3 separate regions of the Mus musculus genome follow, and regions 2 and 3 are each linked to region 1. The links are chromatin contacts, called in public Hi-C maps. All regions are on one chromosome and are shown on one strand. Each heading gives the region's core, a stretch centred on a gene start, on an enhancer-like site or on the middle of the called end of the contact. The rest is flanking DNA. Distances are from core to core; before and after follow the strand shown. Region 1 holds the start of Rgs22 (regulator of G-protein signalling 22). Region 2 overlaps Rgs22 (regulator of G-protein signalling 22). Region 3 overlaps Rgs22 (regulator of G-protein signalling 22).

What was found. A called contact is a pair of places that touch in the nucleus more often than the background predicts.
Region 2: a contact with region 1 is called in a Hi-C map of rod photoreceptor, with 2.6 times the contacts expected there. The contact joins the enhancer-like site here to the promoter of Rgs22 in region 1. A contact is called at or near these places in 7 of 39 promoter capture datasets (the 3T3-L1 cell line, 3T3-L1-derived adipocytes, the HPC-7 cell line and 4 more), 1 of 484 Hi-C or Micro-C datasets (rod photoreceptor), 1 of 115 datasets of contacts at active chromatin or transcription factors (embryonic stem cells) and 2 of 9 other capture datasets (adipose tissue and pancreatic islet).
Region 3: a Hi-C map of uterus shows a contact between it and region 1, with 3 times the contacts expected there. The contact joins the enhancer-like site here to the promoter of Rgs22 in region 1. A contact is called at or near these places in 6 of 39 promoter capture datasets (the HPC-7 cell line, cranial neural crest, embryonic stem cells and 2 more), 11 of 484 Hi-C or Micro-C datasets (Sertoli cells, embryonic stem cells, erythroblasts and 1 more) and 1 of 9 other capture datasets (embryonic stem cells).

The regions. Positions count from the first base shown.
Region 1 is chr15:36,138,857-36,142,046 of GRCm38.p6, reverse strand. It overlaps Rgs22 (regulator of G-protein signalling 22), which reads left to right and starts at 1,647. Exons shown (of 28, transcript NM_001195748.1): 1 at 1,647-1,719; 2 at 2,140-2,168. The coding sequence starts at 1,695.
Region 2 is chr15:36,040,463-36,043,652 of GRCm38.p6, reverse strand. Rgs22 (regulator of G-protein signalling 22) reads left to right here. Exons shown (of 28, transcript NM_001195748.1): 20 at 380-448; 21 at 2,939-3,100. Among named protein-coding and RNA genes, the nearest start is that of Rgs22, 98 kb to the left of the region's middle. Within about 2 kb of position 1,537, at least 6 of the 459 cell types and tissues checked have an H3K27ac peak or open chromatin away from gene starts, as enhancers often do. A contact at or near this core is called in rod photoreceptor, where this site is marked.
Region 3 is chr15:36,065,234-36,068,423 of GRCm38.p6, reverse strand. All of the region lies in intron 14 of Rgs22 (regulator of G-protein signalling 22), which reads left to right. Among named protein-coding and RNA genes, the nearest start is that of Rgs22, 74 kb to the left of the region's middle. Within about 2 kb of position 1,578, at least 26 of the 459 cell types and tissues checked have an H3K27ac peak or open chromatin away from gene starts, as enhancers often do. A contact at or near this core is called in uterus, where this site is marked.

The DNA.
Region 1 (3,190 bases), core at 398-2,897:
TTCGGATTTTGTCTGGCAAGGGCAACAAACACTTCACTTAGGTCTTTTTCCTGTGTCATACTGCAATAGCAATAAACACAACCAGGGAGCAGGTGTCTGCTTCCTTGAAATATAGGCACCCATTGTCTTAAGGGCACACAAATACCTGCCCCACACTGAGGAGTCAAATGTGGAGCCACTGGCGGGTTTTAAGTAGGTCAGATTTGCATTTAGATAGCTGGTTTTGCTTTCAGCATGGATAATGGATTTAAAGAGAACTCCTAGCTGGGAGCTAAGCCTGGAAGACTGACAAGTTAGGAAGCTTTTACAGCAGACCAGATGGGAGCTAGCGCTAAGGCTGTGTGTGGGTGCTCTTGGGAAAATGAGAGCAGAGCCCAAATGCAGAAATATGTTAAGGTAGAACTGGCTGAATCCAGTATTTACCTGAATGTGGGGTTTGGAGGGAAAGTTCTAGGGGGAAACTTTGAGTTACTCGGAAGATGTATCATTTAACGGTCATAAGATTTATGTTCCAAAAATAATTTATGTCCCCCCCCAAAATCTGTGTTTTAGTTGAGATAGGTTCTCAAGTAGCCCAGGCTGGCCTTAAACTTCTGATCCCCCTGCCTCCACCTTCCTAGTACAGATTTTGCAGGTCTTTGCCCCAACCCCGGTCAGAAGATGAAGCTCAAAGATCCTGTCTGGGAATGGGTATGATTTGGGTGTGGAGTGATAGGGTGGGGTATAGCTCCTGTTAGACATTTGCATTGGAAGTACTGCTGGGAAGGGGCAAGCAGTTAGCTTTGGGGTTTATTTGGTACCACTGAGGAAATTCAGAACTACAGAATGGGATAAGTTTTATAAAACAATTAGGAAGCAGTATTTCCAATGCAAATGTCTAACAGGAGCTATACCCCACCCTATCACTCCACACCCAAGTCATACCCATTCCCAGACAGGGACTTTGAGCTTCATTTTCTGGCCAGGGTTGGGGCAAAGACCTGCAAAACCTGTACAAGCAACGTGGAGGCAGGAGGATCAGAAGTTCAGGGCCAGCCTGGGCTACATGAGAACCTATCTCAACTAAAACACAAATTTGGGGGGGGGGACATAAATTATTTTTGGGACATAAATATTTTTAGTATTTAGAATAATTGTGTTTAAATTTTTATCTTTTCTATTTAAATAAATTCTTTTTTGTTTGTTTGTTTGTGGTTTTGCTTTACTGTAGCTCAGGCTGGCTTTAAACTCTTAGTAACTGAGAACAAGCTGTAACTCTATTCTCCTGCCTTCTTTTGTTAACTGTTAGGATTGCAGGTGTGTGCCACAGTACACAGGGCTCTGTTTTCCTAACTCCTTTCCTGAACACACATTTTAGGGTAACTGTAATCTGTGGTCCCCAGTTCGGGTAATTCCTAGTGGTCAGCGTTTATGAAAAACCTTTTGCTACAGGCGTCTGACCTAAGGAAACTGAGGCCTGGCTCTGCGGTCCTTCGCTGTGGGAGGATCTGCTCCCCCCGCCCCCGCAACAGCCCTTCCCCACCAGGAGCCGTGCGATCTCCACAGTAACGGCCGCTCCCCAGCCGCCACCCCTGGCCCAGGCGCCTCTGCTTTGTCCAGCTCTATGGCAACAGCGGGCAGCCCCAGGCCGCGTGCCGTGGGGCGGCAGTCGCTCCCCAGACAGCGGGGCCGGGCAGCTGGGTTCCCCCGACAGGATGCCGGAGAAGCGGCTCTCGGCGGGTAGGTGGGCCCCGGCGCCCTGCCGCAGTGCTCGGGCACCCGGACCGCGCTCGACCCCAGCCCCAAGCCTCCAGCCCAAGCCCGGGTCCCCAGCCCCAGCTCCCTGCCTTTTATACGAACCCCCAGGGCAGTCGCTATTACCTTGTGCGCTAACCACGCTAAGCTCTCCTTTTGCAAATGGGGGCCTTAGGTTAGCTCTGGGGTGACAGTGGGTCCCAAGCCAAAGTCCAAAGGTCTTTCCTCCCCACCTTCACCTGGAATCCTACCTTAAAATGTAATCCATGTGCGGATAATGAACATTTTACTGAGCTCACCCGGGATATATGTATATACAGTAGCGCCAGGGGCTGTCGCAGATGATTTCAGTTAGTCTAAAAGGAAGATCTGAGTACGAAAAGGTAACGTTTTGTCTCCTTCCAGAGCCGCCAGAAGTTACAGAAGAAGAGTTTGTGAGTACACAGTGGCGAGAACGGGTCTTTTTTTTTACATTCTCTTCGGGCTAAAGCTTTCTTCTGTAAAAGACCTCATGTAGTTTCTCCGTACCCTTGCTGTCCCTATGGGGGCAGGCCGGCTGTCTCCATGGCTTTGTTGTGATGTGCAGGGCAGCTCCTGGTTGCAGTAAACATTAGTAGGTAAAGTTGCTCACCCCAGCATTAGAGATGGGAAAGAAGGGCTGGGAGTCGGGGTCATCCTTTGTGACATAGCAAATTCAAGGCTATGTGAGATCCTGTCTTAAAAAATACCAGCCCTCCCTCACCTCCACCCCCATGGTAGCACTCAGGTCTTTAAACTCCAGCAGAGGCAGGAGGATTTCTCTGAGTTTGAGGCCAGCCTGGTCTACAGAGCAAGTTCCAGGACCGCCAGGGCTATACAGAAAAACCCTGTCTCAACAACAACAACACCACCCAGTCAATCAATAAATAATAAAATAACAAAGCCAAAAAACCCAAAACTAATCAACCAAACAACCAAAACAGACAAACACAAAAACAGCAACAGAAACCAGTCATCTATTTGTAAGTGTTTAAATTGTTTTCTAGACATTGTTCTCAGGTCAGAATTTTGGAGAAATTGAGCATACTAAATATTTGCCAAATCTATTTATCATTTGGGAGAGTGCTGTCTTTAGAGACTCTTCTAGAAAGCATATTGCTTACACGAGGAGCTTGCCCCAGGGCACAGACAGACACAGAGGCAACCCTTTTTCCTACCACCGTTGAGGCTGGAGCTCAAAGCGCGTCCAGTATTTACTAATGTGAATACTCTAGCACCCACTTCTCTTGTTGACTGATTATCCTATTTACTTTTGGCTTTTCATTCAACAAACATGAGTGACTGTGTATTCAAAGTATTGTCCTAAATACTGGGTCTAAGTCTCAAAAACGTTAACAGTCTAGCTGGGGCTAACATAAGAGAGAAGGCTAAGTCAGCAGATAGTAGGAGTAGTAGGAGGTGGGAGCAGGAGGAGGAG
Region 2 (3,190 bases), core at 288-2,787, 98 kb after region 1:
ATGCTTGATACAGACTGAGTTTTCTTATTTGGACATTTTGCATCTGAGGTTATTGCATCTATAGAGGAACCCATGTGTGTGGAAGACACCCTTCTGTGTCCCGTGAATCATGGCTCTCTTCACTTACGGGAAATACAAAATGGCTGGACAGCACCAGCTGTCATGCCCTCTATGGCTTCCATTTTGGCATGAGGACAGTTCTACATGCACTCTGTTGCCTACATTCAGAGCAGTGCACTTAGTGATGGTCTCGATGAGGAGCCGCCTGAAACACTGACTGTAGGTCCTTCCTTCCCTATCTAACCTAACCTTTGCCTTGTTTCTTAGCTGTTAAAACACAATTCTGAATATGTTGATAAAATAATTGGTTCTGCTTCAGACACAGATGAAAGACATAGCGGATGAGCTGTTACTGCAGAGGCACGACAGGAAAATTGGAGTTTGGAAGGCAAGTAATTATATTCTTCCTCTTATAAATTCTACTCCCTCAAACAAAGTATTACATGCGCGCGTGCGCGCACACACACACACACACTCACACACACTCACACACACTCACACACACACACACACACACACACACACACACACACACACACACACGTGCTCTCCCCACCCCAGTGGTGCTCCCCGCCCCCGACTTGTCCCTGACCATCATTATCTAAACCTCCTTCTGCAGGCCGGTTGTGGAAGTGTGCCCTGTTCCTCAGAGCTCCTGCCCTCTCAACCATGGAGCATACGGCTGACCTTTAAACGTGTGCTTTTCCCTTGAGGCCCCAGGTTTGGTCCCCAGCACTGGGGACATATATATGTCTATTTAGTCATGAAAGCCTGGGTTTGTCACACGAGCTGTGCTTACAGCACGTGGTCATTTACTTATCAGGAGAGTGGATTATATAGAAAGAACATGTCACAAGAGGCACCAGTGAATTACATCATTCTTATCCCCCCCAACCCCCACCCTTGAACTTCAAATTATAGCTTAGCTTGAAAGCAACTACAGCAACTGTGATTTTGTAGATGATTAAAATCGCTGTAATGGGATGCTTTTGTATAATGGCTTATTGTGCTTTTAGCAAGTATGATGAGCATAGTCCTGTTAGTGAGTCTGCAGGCTCCAGAGGGTTACCCTCTGGGTCATGAAAACTGAGGCCTAGGTGGTTCGTTCAAATTAGAGCAAAGATAAAGGTTTCTCCTAAAGTCAGAGGATGCTTGGGTCTGCCAGGAAGCTCTCTTCCCGGCTGCCTCTTGAAGGGAGGCGATCTTTTGAAAGGTTTGTTTTTGTTATATTTTTATTGAAATACTAAGTATAATGAGCATATATTTTATATTATTATGATCTATATTTTGCATTATTTTCTATTTATTTAAATTACAGGTTTTAGTTAAATGGCTAAGTTTTAGTGTCTTAAGAATCAGGCCTTAAAACAGTCTTTGTTGAGTGGGTTTTAAATAAACATCCCACTTTAATCCATACTTGTTCCTATTTATAGGGTTGTAATCTTAATGCGGAGCAGATGCTAAGAGTCTTAAGTGTTTGTGCAGAGAGCATGGCTCTGCCTTGCTAAGGAGTGACAGGCATCTATGCCTGCGCTTGGGTTAATGGCCACCACTCACCACGGCCTGGTGCTTTTCCCTTTCAGCTGCAGCGCAGGCTACCCCTCTCCAGGCGGAATTCATTACTCTTTCCTCCCTCAAGTTCCTAGGGTACTTCTTGCAAAACTGTGTCCAACATTTGTACTGATGGTCACATGCAGTTCGTTCCAAGAACTTATTTAATGCCTTGTCAGTAATGGCATTTAGTCACTGCTATAATTTATTTGTCCCGCTACAATGGTACTTTGGGAGCACTGTGTCCTTGCATCGTTGCCTACTTAATGACAGTGACTCTGGGGAATCCCAACAGGATTCAAATCTATTTTCAATATATACATTTGGTAAATTTAATAAAACCTATTTGCTTTTTGAAATTAAGAGGGTAAAAGAGGTTGAATATGTGACTTGAATTGAGTAAAATATTTTTTAAAGTTTGCTCCAAAATTGCTACAGTATAAAATAGATGTAGATAAAATATCTTTAAGCATTATTAAAATATCATGGGCACTTGTAGATTTTATGATGTATAAAATAAATCTTCAGTCAGAAGAATTTCATTATTAAGAAGAAAACAAAAATATCCCAGCACTCAAGAATCAGAGGCAGGCGAAGGTGAGGCCAGCCTGGTCTTCATAGTGAGTTCTGGGCCAGCCAGGGCTACAGAATGACGTTCTGTGTCAAAACAATAAAATGATTGTTGGTATCCACGGGTGACGTGGAGTGGTTGAGCACTTGCCTTACATGCGCGAGGCACTGACTTCCATTCCTAACATTGCAACATGAATATGTTAAGAAGCAATATAACTATTCATTTAAAATGGGTTAAAAGCATTCCATATAAAAGCATAATCTTACCAGGATAGAGTTAAAGTAAATCTTCAACTTAAATGATAGAATTGTTGATTTTTCTTAAAACTATTATAATCCAAAGAATAAAAGAAGTAGTAAAAATAATGCAAGCACAATAAATCACAATGTAACAATGTAACAATGTAAATCACCATAAGTCACATTGTAACTATATCTAACAATAGCATCCTGATTATTCTGTTCTCTTTTCTCACTGGCCCCAAACTGTAATGACTATTAAAAATTTTTAACAATATAGTTACATGTAAGTCAGCCAGTAATTTTTCTAAAAGTAATGGGGCCATTGGAGGGGGAGGGGAAAAAGAGAGACAAAAATGCAGAGTCTGAGGGGAAAGCTGTCAAATTCTATTACATCCACAGCACACATTTCAGTAGCCAAATCAAAAAAAAATGGGAGTTGGTGGTTTTAGTTTAATTAAGGACTTGATTGCTACTTTTGGAACATGTCTGATTTCCTGTATTATTTGGACAGCCTGTGGAGAGTAAGTGGATATCTTCATCCTGTGAGATTATTGCTTTCCGTAAAGCATTATTGAATCCAGTCATTGCAAGGCAATTTCAACGGTTTGTGGCCCTGAAAGGAGATTTATTGGAAAATGGAGTTCTTTTTTGGCAAGAAGTACAAAAGTTTAAGGTATTGTATTTGGAACTGGAGAAAATAACTTCTGTTTGAAGAGGTGGTGCCTTAAGCTAGGATGTCGCTATCTCTAGCTAATGGAATTGT
Region 3 (3,190 bases), core at 329-2,828, 74 kb after region 1:
TTGGTGATTGTTTATAGGATGGGTCCCCGGGTGGGGCAGTCTCTGAATGGTCCTTCCTTCCGTTTCAGTTCTGAACTTTGTCTCTGTAGTAAAATGGGGTATTTTGTTCCCCATTCTAAGGAGGGATGAAGTATCCACACTTTGGTCTTCCTTCTTCTTGAGTTTCATGTGTTTTGCAAATTGTATCTTGGGTATTCTAGGTTTCTAGACTAATTAATATCCACTTATCAGTGAGTACATATTTAATGACTTCTTTTGTGATTGAGTTACCTCACTCAGGATAATATCCTCCAGATACATCCATTTGCCTTAGAATTTCATAAATTCATTGTTTTTAATAGCTGAGTAGTACTCCATTGTGTAAATGTATCACATTTTTTGTATCCATTCCTATGTTGAGGGACATCTGGGTCCTTTCCAGCTTCTGGCTATTATAAACAAGGCTGCTATGAACATAGTGGAGCATGTGTCCTTATTACCAGTTAGAACACCTTCTGGGTATATGCCCAGGAGAGGTATTGCTGGATCCTCCGGTAGTACTATGTCCAATTTTCTGAGGAACCGCCAGACTGATTTCCAGAGTGGTTGTACCAGCTTGCAATCCCACCAGCAATGGAGGAGTGTTCGATTTTCTCCACATGCTCGACAGCATCTTCTGTCACCTGAATTTTTGATCTTAGCCATTCTGACTGGTGTGAGGTGGAATCTCAGGGCTGTTTTGATTTGCATTTCCCTGATTAAGGAGCTGGTCTAATTCTTAATAAACCTGAGAGGGAGGTATTTTTGTTACCCCCTCCCACCCCAATCCTGTAGTTTAGAAAACACTTTCCCATGGGCATTTTCTAGCCGTCCTTGGAATTAGAATTGAGTGCTACAACTCTAGACCTGAACTGCGAGCTGCCATTTTATTACCAATTTCCCTTCACATGTGTCTATTACCTTGCTTAATCTTTCACTTTAATATTTTGAAATATCCTTGTGAGCATTACAGGTTAATTGTCACCCTGGACCTTTCCCCTTCAGACCTGTGAGTCTGTGTGGATAATCCTTGTGCTCATGTATATTCAGGACTGGAAGTGGCTTGTGTTAATGAATGAGGTGACCCACTGGCAATGCTTGGATTCTCAGTAACATGCTGAATGTGTAGTCACAGTTACAGTATTCTTCTACAGTGGTCACTGACAACTCTTCTGTTTGGCTGTGAAGCGGCTTACTGACTCCTTAGACCCATCTTACCAATCACCCCCAGCCTGGCTTTCCAGACACGATGACTTGGAGTTTATACTCCAAGTCTGATTTTAGTATGTTCCTCAGGAACAATAGTGAAATCTCCTCCCCTCTTCTTACCTCACTCAAATAACGGAAGTCACGGAAGCAGACCTTGACTGTTCCCAGCTCACCAGCCTGAGATGGCCGGTCCTTACTCAGCCTGACGTATTTACTGGAGAGAATATTTGTAGGGTAAAGAGCTAACTTGTGCTCTTTGCTTGTGCTCTTCAGTGGCAGGCAGGTGACCTGCTGTCTGCATGCTTGCCTTTCATGCAGTGACAGTGACAGGGCTAATGGTGCCTTTTGTTGCAACACCAGCTGGCCTGATGACTGTCGTTCTCATCAGAGCCACTTGGAGGCCAGCTTTACTAAGATGTGGCTGCATCCTAGTGAGACAAGTCTTGACTTTTAAACCAAAAGAGTAACTAGAATCTTGTTCCTGTTGAATTGTTGTTCACTGATTTCTTTATTTTCAGAGGTTAAATATTTCATTTAAATAAATGCTGATTTTGTTAAATTTTTTAAATAAAATATTAGATGATAAAATCCGTGGGCAATTTAGATTGCTTTTGACTGTTTGATAGGATTTTTTTAAGCTCTTTGTCTATTTACTCCACGGTATACTTGATTAATTGGTTTTGCTCAAAATGTCTTAAGCAATGGCTGAAGTCAGTCTTGAAACTCCCAATTAATTTTTTCCCTTGAGTTTATGGTTTGTTTCTGGCTTTTTTTTTTTTTAAGCATGTTCTGATTTCTTCCTCTGATTTTTCATTTTTTCAAAACAAATTTGAGCAAGTATTCCTCTGTTACTGGATTAGCATTCTCTGGAGGTTTTTTTTTTTTTTTTTTTGCTCCGAGTTCTCATTAATCAGGGCTGAGTCGAGGCCAGGAACCAGCGGCTGATTGTCTTCACATTGTCTGTCTTTTGGCAATCCCACCTCATGCTGATCTCAGCCTGGGTGCAGTTGCAATTCCTAGATCCCAGTCTTCGGGATTCCTAGCTGAATAGTGCAAGGTTCTTCACACTCGAGTCCATCTGTGCAAAGCTTCCTCTGTAATTCGTTGTCTGGCGCTGCTCTCAGTAATGTTTTTGAGCTCCTATTGGGATGTGAGAAGTCATTAAAACCATCATTTTTTCCTCCTTTTGCAGAATAAAAAGGTTGGGTTGCTTGGTGTTTTCTTTCTCTGCCTCATATGAACTCAGGTCACAAGGTTCTGAGCCTGCTAGAGCTGTGAGTGGTTGTAAAAACACACTTCTCTTTTTGCCAAATTTTATGATCTCTGAAAGTGCCTGGTATTGAGGTATTCATATCTGTGTTATAAACACTCCAAGAGCTCCCTTTGCCTTTAGCTTTGGGGAACAGTTTGATCCCAGTGTTCTATATAAATTCCAAGAGCAGAGAGTGACTGAGCACAGTTGAGAGGTTCCTGTGTTCCTCTGCCACTGGCCCTCAAGCTCAGCCATTGTTCAGCTGTCACAGCTGAGCACACAGCCACTTGCTGTGCTGAAGGTGATCTGTGAAGAGTTGGTTCCGAGGCAGGACAGGCTCTGAGTTAAGACCCAACAATATGAATTTTATTTCTCTTCATGCTTTGCTGCTTCCTTTTTATACATTCTCAGGAGGACAAATGGACAAGTTCTCTCTTGCTGCATCCTTACCTCTTCTGACTCATCTACCAGGCTGAAGTAAAGTCAGCGTTTGAAGTTTAACTCTGCCCTTGTCTGGGCACTGTTCAGAATGAGAAGAGACCAATGTAAAGACGCTCTTATTAGCTCTTCTCCGGATTCTTCTCCGGATGGCTTTACTCCGATCAAAGTACTAAGAGGAACTGTATTATGGTCCACATTTTCAAAACTGGGGATAAATTAAACAGTCTGTAAGGAACGTGTTATAAATTGGCATGTGATGGTGGGATGTGG